2 separate regions of the Arabidopsis thaliana genome follow, and region 1 is linked to region 2. Evidence: chromatin contacts called from public capture Hi-C data. All regions are on one chromosome and are shown on one strand. The core of a region is the stretch at or near the end of the contact, and the rest is flanking DNA. Distances in the headings are between cores, read along the strand shown. Region 1 holds the start of AT1G59780 (NB-ARC domain-containing disease resistance protein). Region 2 holds the start of ARL2 (ARG1-like 2).

Region 1 (5,159 bases), core at 1,681-4,180, 81 kb after region 2:
GAATCCTCCTCGGTCCACCTTGACGCCTTGCGAGAATAGTAAGAAGCAGTATCTTGAAGCATGAAGCTTTCAAAATCCTCTTCATATTTTTCCAAGGTTCCCATCCCATTCTCCACATAGATATCTAATACGTTCTTCACTAGTGCCCTATCTATCTGTTCGCCCTCACGTTCTTTATGAATCTGGCAATACTTACATTGTTAGACATAAAAAAAAAAAAAAAAGAATAATGCTGGACCATAGTTTTTTTCATTACATATACCAAATACTTACAAGTGCTATTACAACTTCTTTGGCCGTGGACTGCATCTCACAATAAACCTGAAGCAAATAATTTGCATGGATAGTTACAAATACATTTGCAGCATTGAAAAATAAAGAGCTATAGGAATACTCATCACCAACCAGGTCAAGAAAGCATGTCAATCCAACTTCATCTAGTGATGGAATTGGAATCTTACTCCGACGAACCAAGTGACGGTCAATATAAACGAAGAACTTGCTTAACCATTTGACCATAATTTTATGGTTATTCCACCTCTTAACAAGCTCTCTTAGCATATCTTCATCATGCTTCTCCCTTAAAGACGGCAACACCTTAACCGCACATAAAAAAGAGACTATATTACATCTTTTGCGTTAAAGTTAAGAAAAACAAACATGTTTTCTTCACACATTGATATTTTTGTGCACGATATCTAAGAAACTAACCCAAATGAAAAGTTTTGGTACTAACCGTTTGGATAGTATAATCTTCAATTACTTTACGATACTTTTCATAAAGCTGCTGTGAATAATCGGATCTCTGGACACACATATCGTAGATAATCCTGTGAATCACATAAGAAATTACTGTGGTAGGTACAAAACTGTTAGCAAACGTTACATAAGACCACAAACATTACTTACGTGTAAAGTTTAAAACATTCACTAAAATAAAATGTTGGTTCAGGCTCTCCTTCTAGAATCCTTATCAGCTTGGTAATACCTTTCTGAATGTTGGACCATCCTTCCTCAAATTTAATCTGTCTGGGTCGGGACATTCTTCTCGAATCCATTTCAAGATCTGTTGAGTCAAATTTCTGGAAGAATTTAAGATAGTTACAACAAAATTTAGGGCTTGAGAGAGGTAATTATTATTGAGACTTTTGCATCCAAATTGTTTATATTCCAAATTAAACTAATTGATCTTATAGTTATCGCCAACCACGAACCAAAACAAATTAGAGCAGTGACATGATGTTACGCGTCCATTGAGATTACGCGAGAATGAAACCAGTCTTTGAAAGTAATTAAGATGACGTAAACCTAAATCGATCAAAACCCTTAAATCTAAGAGTCACGTACCTGAAGATATGGATTCCGATATCACCGTAATTAGCTTTGAGTATTGAACTGCGCAATAAAAGACCTAGAAGAAAAACGGAAGTCAAATATATAGCCAACGTTGAGAAGGCTGTGAATATATCTCAGACCTCAATAAATATATAAATATATAGATATATCTAGATATATAGAAGAGAAAACTAGAGAAAATATAAGGTTAGAATTCTAAATAATTAAGTTTCATGTCAGTAGTGTCACTTGGCCCACTTCAAATGTTTAGATTGATAACAAACATATTTGGAATTTTAAACCTCTCTTTCCATGGGTTGCTTTGGGGGTTGATATGCCATTGAGACATGAACTTGGCCAAAAAAAGTATTGAAGTTTTTGACTATGTTGGCAACTGATGCGGTGAAGTATAGTTAACAATCACTAGGAAATTGTTAAATCTTGTAAATACCAGATAACTGAACATCCTTAAATCTATTGAATGTTCAAATTATATCTGAAGACAAGAAAAGCAGATGATTTATAAAAACAGAATTAATGTGACAGTTGTAGCTTTTAGCTCTTTTCTAAATCTAGTTTCTACTTTCTACAAAGCATAAGTTTTTGTAATTCAATGCAAAGAAAGCCATGTGGGGAGCTCAATTGGTATATTTGTCAAGATTTGACGGAGATTAAAGAATCATATAATCTATTAAAAAATATCTTTATGGATCTTACGATTGAAAACTATATTTTAATCTACCCTATGGTTTAAAACCAATAAAAAAGTTGAAGATCTTTTACATGTTTTTAGAAAAAAAGTGAAGGGTTTTTAATCCATGTTTTTTTCTAACCAAAAAAATTAAGTTATCAAATGATTAGAAAATAAATAAATAAACTGCTTCGGAAACTTTTCTAAAAACAAAAAAGCTTTCAGAATTCAAATGTGTAGATTTTTTTATAGTATAGAAAAAAGAAACAAATCACTTTAATATTTTTTTGTTTGAAAAGCCTCGTTTATGAGGTTTAAAAAAAGAAAAAAAAAAAAAAGAAAAAAAAAGTTTTTGAGAAATTAGTAAAAAAGCCTAATTGGAAAAACAAAATGTGAGAACTTTAGACTGCTTTTAAAGTCTTGAAAGCATATAGCCAATCACCCCCTAACTTCTTTAAAAACAAATGTGGGACAACATAATGCTGTATTATTGTTCTACAAAAATGTGTAATGGGTAAAATGGATCAAGTAGTTATATTATTTTTCATATATACTACTTGACTTGTATTTGCTAGTATTAAAATTTTAATACTTGGTAGTTGGTATCCACTTTGTTTGTTACGGATACTTATTTTCTTCGTCCGGGTAAAAGTCAAGTAACGACTATGAAGCGAGTGATAACTAATAGTAATCGTGTCCAGCCTTTTTTGTTTTTATTTTTTGTAATTTGTCAAGATTAAGATTTAACGGAGATTATGGATCAAATAATTAAAGAAACGTTAAAAGTACCGGAGTAAAGATATTGGTTTTTTATTTATTGACCCCAAGTTTTAACGTGCACTGCACATGCACAACAAAGTCTTAACTTTTTCCCGGTCTTATTTTAATTTAAATATCGTCAACTTGGCTACCGATTTCATACTTACTCCCATATCTAAGAATAAGCTGAGACTTCATAACTAAAGAACAAAGAACAATCATCTTTCTTCTTCCAAAGGACAACGAGAAAAAAGTGGTTTCGACAGGTGAGCCAGTTTGTTTGTTATTGATTTTTACTTTTCTGTCAAAGTTTATTTGTTTTCTGATTGCAGAAGGTCTTTTGCTCTGTCCTTGATTTGTTTCCATCAATTCGACTCTACTCGTTCAATTAGTTTTTTTTTTCTTTCTTAAACAATGCAAAATCTTAGATCATGTTTGAAGAAACTTGAATCCTCAAAAGTTTGTTCTGCTTCCTTGGCCACCTTTGTTTGTTCACGTTTTTCCTTTTTCCGATTTACTTCTATAAACCCTCGTGAAACCTATATCCCTCACCGGTTTTAAAAGGCAAAACAATCTCACGGCAGAGGAAGACGGTGGTGGCCGGTGACTACTCTTACGCTCAGCTCTCTGCACGTTCTATTTTTGCTGAAACCGTTCCCCCACTGCGATGCATCTTTAAAAGTTGAATATTCTTCCATCACTTAGTTTCCTTTCTAAACTTCTGGATCTGCTCAAATCCCTTCAGAAGAAATCTCACACTCGACTTCGTTGTGGCAAGAGAAGTCTCTCTTGGACCGTCTATCTTCTGGGTGGTGATTCATTGGCTCTCCAATGGGTTTTCATTGACAAAGCTAGTGAGTTCTCTCACTCACAATCGCGGAAGCTCCAAACCTGCAAAACCTTTGGTCCCTAACTATTGGTCTCCCACGACGGCTTGCATCCCCCTCCAAGCAGCCCTCAACTTCTGGATCTGCTCAAATCCCTAATTGCTCAGATGGACTCTTTCTTTGAGATGGGTTTCTCAATTCTTGGCCCACTAAGATATCTTTCTCGGCCCATGTCTGAAATAATAGGGCTAACCCAATTAGCATCTTGGCCCAGGTCTGTTTTTTTTATAAATATTTTGGCATTTCCTAATCCTTTGATGTCTCTTGACATTGCTGATATTGGTCAAGGACTCCAATTTCACTTTGTGCGGACATCGGTGGTTAGGAAAGCTAATAATTTGTTACGAACCTTGGAGGAAGACATCCTTAGTGTTGTTAATCGTTTTATCTTTTCTAAGAACTCTATGTTACAATTATCCTCTTTAATAGAAAGAACCTTGGTTTGGACTCTCACCTCCTTTTGAAGGAACCGTTTATGTACTTTACCCAGATTCTTAGATGATGTGGATATTAAGCCGGTGATATTCAAGTTAAAGAACCTCTTTTCAACATTATTATGTCTTTATTGGACCGTAACTAATCTTCAATCTCCCCAAGTTTTTGTGGAATGATTTTCGACTCGCCATTCTCTCGCTTGTTGCAAACTACGTTCAAGTTCTTGTCTCCGATGTTTGGATCTTCCGTCAAATTATCGTATATTCTATCTCTACCATTCACTTGTTAGAATGCTAGTTTGTGAATTGTTTGGCTAAAAGTGATACTTCATTAACGTGAAAAGATGGCTTTAAATAGCCTTACAAAGACTCAAAAGGAACAACAAAACGACTAAAAAATAGGAACAGACTCCATAACTCCACTACACGAACTGACTCAATTCCACAACTCCACTACTTAGACTCCATAAGACTCGGACGTAATTGACTTCGAACCATGTGTTGGATGTTTGTTTGAACTTTGTATTTGGTATGTGGATTAATGGAGTCAAGTATGTTTTTGCCCAAAAAAAAATTTAGCTAAGCCAAACCTATTCTTAAAGAATCATGTGATAGACTGCTAATAATGAAAAATGCAAGTATATATTAAATCACTTTTATCTTTAGCAGTTTGAACTTATATATAATATATGTGATGTAGGTTCTTGCTAATTAATGTTTCCTCTTCATTATAAAAAGGTTTCACCTCTACTTTCGTACTATTCATGCAGGACTTATATATGGTTGATTCAATTGTATCGTTCGGTGTTGAAAAGCTTTGGAAACTCCTGAGCCAAGAATATGAGCGATTCCAGGGAGTTGAAGAGCAAATTACGGAGCTAAGAGATGATCTGAAGATGTTAATGGCCTTTCTATCTGATGCAGATGCAAAGAAACAAACCCGTGCACTTGCAAGAAACTGCCTTGAAGAGATAAAGGAAATCACTTATGATGCTGAGGATATAATAGAAATCTTTCTTCTAAAAGGCAGTGTCAACATGAGAAGCCTTGCTT
Region 2 (4,936 bases), core at 727-3,226:
ACGATAAACAGGGAAGCCGAAAAAATACAACCCTGCAGTCGAGAGCTTTCCTGTTTTCCTGCTGTCTTCCTTTTGCAGAATGGAGGAAAATAAAATACTATTTAGAAACCGAAAGAAGCTTCAAAGCCATGATGATTCGACCGGATGCCACGTTACAGGTTAATGAGAATAGCAAAGTATAAAACAAATCTGATCAAACCACTCTATGATGTAATCCGGAGATGTGACAAGAAGTTAGTTACTCAACAAACTAATAGTATAAAACTTCATACCTGTAGGGCCAAGCTCAGTCCTCCATTCTCTACTTGGTCAAAGTAAAGCAACTGGAAAGCAAAAGGAATCAGAGGTAAAATACAGAACAGGAAAAACAGCTACGAGATTCTTGAGCACGCAAGGTAAGAGTTTGGGAAAATGAACCTTGAATTTGTTTTTAGCAGATGAATGCACCTTACATATCAATCCATCCTGAGCTTCTTCCTCTGTTAACGTAACCGAATAAAAGTGAGCCGATTGCTTTTCAACCTGTTAGAGAAGAAAATATGTTACAGATGACAAATCCACATTAATGCAAAGAAGAAAATATGTTACAGATGACAAATCCACATTAAGACTCTCATTATCATACCTTCCTGGACACGACTTGCCCAACCATGAGAGGCAAAGTAGTAACCGTACCATTCAACGCCTCCCCCAATAAATTTGCAGAAACAGTTGTCTTAATTTGCACACCAAGCTTACTGTGGAGGACAAAAATAGTCAAGTTTCGAAGTTATCTCACAAACAAAAGTAAAACAATTGATAACATTCTCTTTCAGAACCAAGAAGAATGAAAAAACAGAGAATAGAGCAAGTCTACGAAACTCACTTGAACAATGCAGCAAATATAGTATTAACAGCTCCTAAGCTTGACAGATCGAGCTCTAGGTCTTCATTTTCCGGACCCACAGCCTACATCCCATGTGAATCAATAAAACTTAGATATCAAATCGCAAATGATTATGAACAAAGGGTCATCTAAAGAAGAACTAGAAACTATAGCCTTAGGTAATTTAGCATGGCCGCTACTCTAATGCTAAACTATTCAATTCCAAACTTTCCCATTATATAATATTCTCTTCAATGCTAACTTTGCAAACCAACCAGCGATGTTAAAACTCAGGAATTGTCTGAAATTCTCACCTCAGAGCCAGTAGTATCATATAGACGCCGATTCTCAGGATCAGACAAGACCTCATAAGCAAATGTAACTTCCTTAAACATCTCTGCTGCAACCGGGTCGTCTGGATTCTTATCAGGATGGTACCTGAAGAACCAAACTTCAGTACATGTAACCACCAAGTAATCAACTTTAACACAGATACAACACTCGCACAAATTCTAAACCTCTTAAATCAATTCTAAACCTAAATTGCATCTTAATCAACGCAAAGTTTCAATCTTTTTGAAAAACCTGAGAGCCATTCTCCGATAAGCACTTTTGATCTCTTGATCAGTCGAATTGCTGGGGATGCCAAGGACTTCATAAGGGTTCCTTCGTCGGAGCTCATCTTCTTCTCCGGCGTCTTTATTCTCCGATCTCGATGAATGAGTGGCCATTGTTCAATAACAGGTTTTTGTTTCCCAGTTTGAGTGGAAATGGTTCTCCAGTTAAATTCCCAAAGTCGATACAGTAAAATCTGGGGATTCTAGCCAGAGAATAAGCAAATGGGGAGAATAATGATTCATGCCTCGTGAATTGAGGATTGTTGTTACACCAAAACCCCAGGAGGAGAGACAATGAGAGAAGAAGCTCCATTGGGAAAACCCCACAAACACTGATCTGGAGAAGACAAGAGAGAAGAGACGAGACACTTCGTTATTTTTTGCTAATTTGTTTTTTATTTATCTAATTTCTAACTTATTTAAAACCCTGAAATTCGAAAAGGCCCATAAAAAACAGAAAAGCCCATCAAGAATATTAAATATGTCACGTGCCACACATGTGAGAAGATCTTAACGATACCCTTATAAATATAGATCATGTGGAAAGTCCTTTAACTTTGCTGCTGAGATGTGATAGTTGTTGATTCATTTCATAGATTCTGATGATATGAAAGTTTGTAGAATCAATTTTGTCTTATGGGTTGGAGAATGCTTGCAATGTCATAGACACTGCTTTGGTTTAATTAGTCTTTTCATCCTTATCTTGATAACCAGAATACTAAATGTGCATGTGTATATATATGTAACATCATCTTTTGGTTTCGCATCATCCTAGGATCGACACTGGCATTATTTTTGTAAACTTCCAACTGTGAAATTGATATTTAGGTTCAATACGTAAAGTGTAATCACAATAACCTCTTAAAGTGAAAAGTGCGCGATAAGCCTAAAAAGTATTTGATGTTGATCTTTTTCTGACGACTATGGACTGCGCTGGCACATGTATTATCTCGATCGAGCATGTTGTCTTATGTTGATACTATTTTAAGATAATAATTCTTTTTATAATGTATATCAATGATTGAGCATCACGTTGTAAGTAGATGAATTTGTAACAAAGTTTGTTAAAACATTTCCCTATGAATATGAGTTTGTGGTTATCGTATTGCAACAATGTCACAATATATTGAAATCATTTTTTGGTAGATAATCAGAAGTTTTTATCGCTTACGAAATAATGATTGATCGAAGTCAAGATTATTTCTGAAGACAAAATAAGAAGTTTATTCTGATAAAAGATCATACATCCAAAGAAACAGTAATCTCTTAATTCTATATCACAATGCATAGTATATATATCTAGTTCTATAGGGAAATAGACCGTTTTATCGTCTAGTTGATTTTAAGACTTTAAGATCGATTGAATTGCAAATGCACAGTAATACATCATTTAGTTTTTCAAATGTCATGAATCCAGAAATTGATAAATAAATAATAAGAATCAAAGTAATAGTGATTTGTTTCGGCTATCTAAACATGCATCAACGTAATTAAGAAACATGATAAAGAAAGTTATTTGGAAATAAATAAATTAAGAAAGATGATAAAATTTTATTATCTGATTGTTATGGACCCATTTAGATGTTACAACGTACAATTGGTTCGAACAAATTATTGCTCCTGAGTCCTGATAAGTGATTTGAGAGACAAGGCACCTAACGTTGTCTGTTTTTTCTTTCCCTACAGCCAGTTTGTCCCAATCAAAAAATACCCACGGGTGACCTAGGTATGTTTTTTTTGGCGGGTATATAAGTTTCATACAAATGCCATATCTTGAACTGCAAAAAAACCCTGTACGGCTATACCTCAAGGAGGTATTTATGGATATAAATTTAACAAATGAACCCAATAAAAAAACTCAAACAAACTATGTGTCTCTTTTTTGGTAGTGCACAGACCTTTCTCGTAGGGCTTCATTGACACACATCCTCAATAACATACTTGTGATTCTTTTATATATGAATGGTGTATATAGATCATATAGAGTAGATATATACTACTGATTCTTTTGACGATTTACGACACTTTTATAACTTATTTCAATGGTGTACATATATAATATTTCAATCAGTAATCATCATGTCTCTTCTTCTGTTTACCAGCCATGATTTCCTCGCGCGCTCTCTCTCTCTCTCTCTCTCATCATCATCAGCACCACCAAACAAGTCTCACCAAACTACAATAAAAAGTTTAGAGGGATTTTGAGACACACGAAACACACGATGAAGATCTTGGCCTTGTTGTCCTTATTAAAGAAAGTTATAGGAAAAAAAAAATCAAACGTAAATAGGTCCCTAAATGGATGATCGATCCATGATGGATTGATGGTGGGTGATCGATGTGTTTTTGGGGGGAAAGAAAAAGGTTGCATGTTATTGTCTGAATCTTAATCTTCATCTATCGAAAGATATTTTCATTTCTTTGCAAGATTGATAATAGAAACTCTGACTGAACATTTATATCTATTATATTGCTTTGGTTTAGACTTTACTATGTGCATGTGTATATAAGATTTTTGTAATCAGTTTAAAACAAAAAAATCTTGAGGTCTGTCGAGAACAATTATATAACCATGGTTCAAAAGAGGGTCGAATCAAAAACAGAGAATTCACAACAGTTGTTATCTAGGTTCAATATATAAAGTGTAAAACCCAACTACCACTTAAAATGAAAAGTGAACGATAAGCCAAAAAAGTATGTGATGTTAATCTTTCTCTGACGACTACGGACTGCCCCAACTATTATCTCAATCGAATATGTTGTCTTATGTTGATACTATTTAGGATAATAATTACTTCTATAGTTTTTTAAGAATCTACTTAACATGACGTTGTAACTAAATGGATTCATAACAAATAAAGTTTGTGGTCTTTTCCTATGAATATGAGTTTGAGGCTATCCTTTTGCAACAATATCACATACATGTACTCCGTCAATATCTCTATTGTCCAAAATTTTCTCTTTATTGTGACGAACTTTTTTCAGATGTTTTTTTACATATATGGTAAACCTCTATATTTGCGTATTTTGTTGATTTTCTATTTGAAAGTGCATTTGGCTAATCACTCTTTTTCTTTTTTGGTTTTTGCAAAGTTTTCTAATTACTGGTAACTCAACTATTTAAACATACAAAAATATTTTAGGAAGATGGCTTAGTGATCACTTGCAACCCACCAAATAGTAGGGCTTTTGTTTTGGTAGAATGAGAAGTTTCCATCAGCTACAAATTGATTATTGATTGAAGTCAAAAAGTTATAGAAGACGAAGTTTAGTCACAATACCCAATCCAAGATATCATATATCCATTAGAAATAATGATCTCTTACTTATATATCACAATGATAAGAAAAATCAATTAGAACATATCTAACTACGCATTTAAAAAATAAATGAAAACCCCCACTTATTATCTGATTTTTATGGACCCATTTACATGTTACAAGGTACAATATAT

The links. Capture Hi-C pulls out chosen DNA fragments and counts their contacts.
Region 1: a contact with region 2 is called in a capture Hi-C map of seedling, with 1.6 times the contacts expected there. A contact is called at or near these places in 5 of 26 Hi-C or Micro-C datasets (root, rosette leaf, seedling and 1 more) and 1 of 3 other capture datasets (seedling).

What each region holds. Positions count from the first base shown.
Region 1 is chr1:21,997,403-22,002,561 of TAIR10.1, reverse strand. AT1G59780 (NB-ARC domain-containing disease resistance protein) reads left to right here and starts at 2,930. Exons shown (of 5, transcript NM_001333867.1): 1 at 2,930-3,051; 2 at 4,877-5,159. The coding sequence starts at 4,886. It overlaps AT1G59790 (Cullin family protein), which reads right to left and starts at 1,058. Exons shown (of 10, transcript NM_001333868.1): 1 at 910-1,058; 2 at 737-830; 3 at 406-597; 4 at 274-321; 5 at 1-182. The coding sequence starts at 1,058.
Region 2 is chr1:22,077,729-22,082,664 of TAIR10.1, reverse strand. It overlaps ARL2 (ARG1-like 2), which reads right to left and starts at 1,976. Exons shown (of 9, transcript NM_001333872.1): 1 at 1,451-1,976; 2 at 1,180-1,303; 3 at 866-948; 4 at 626-737; 5 at 418-522; 6 at 273-323; 7 at 1-69. The coding sequence starts at 1,596.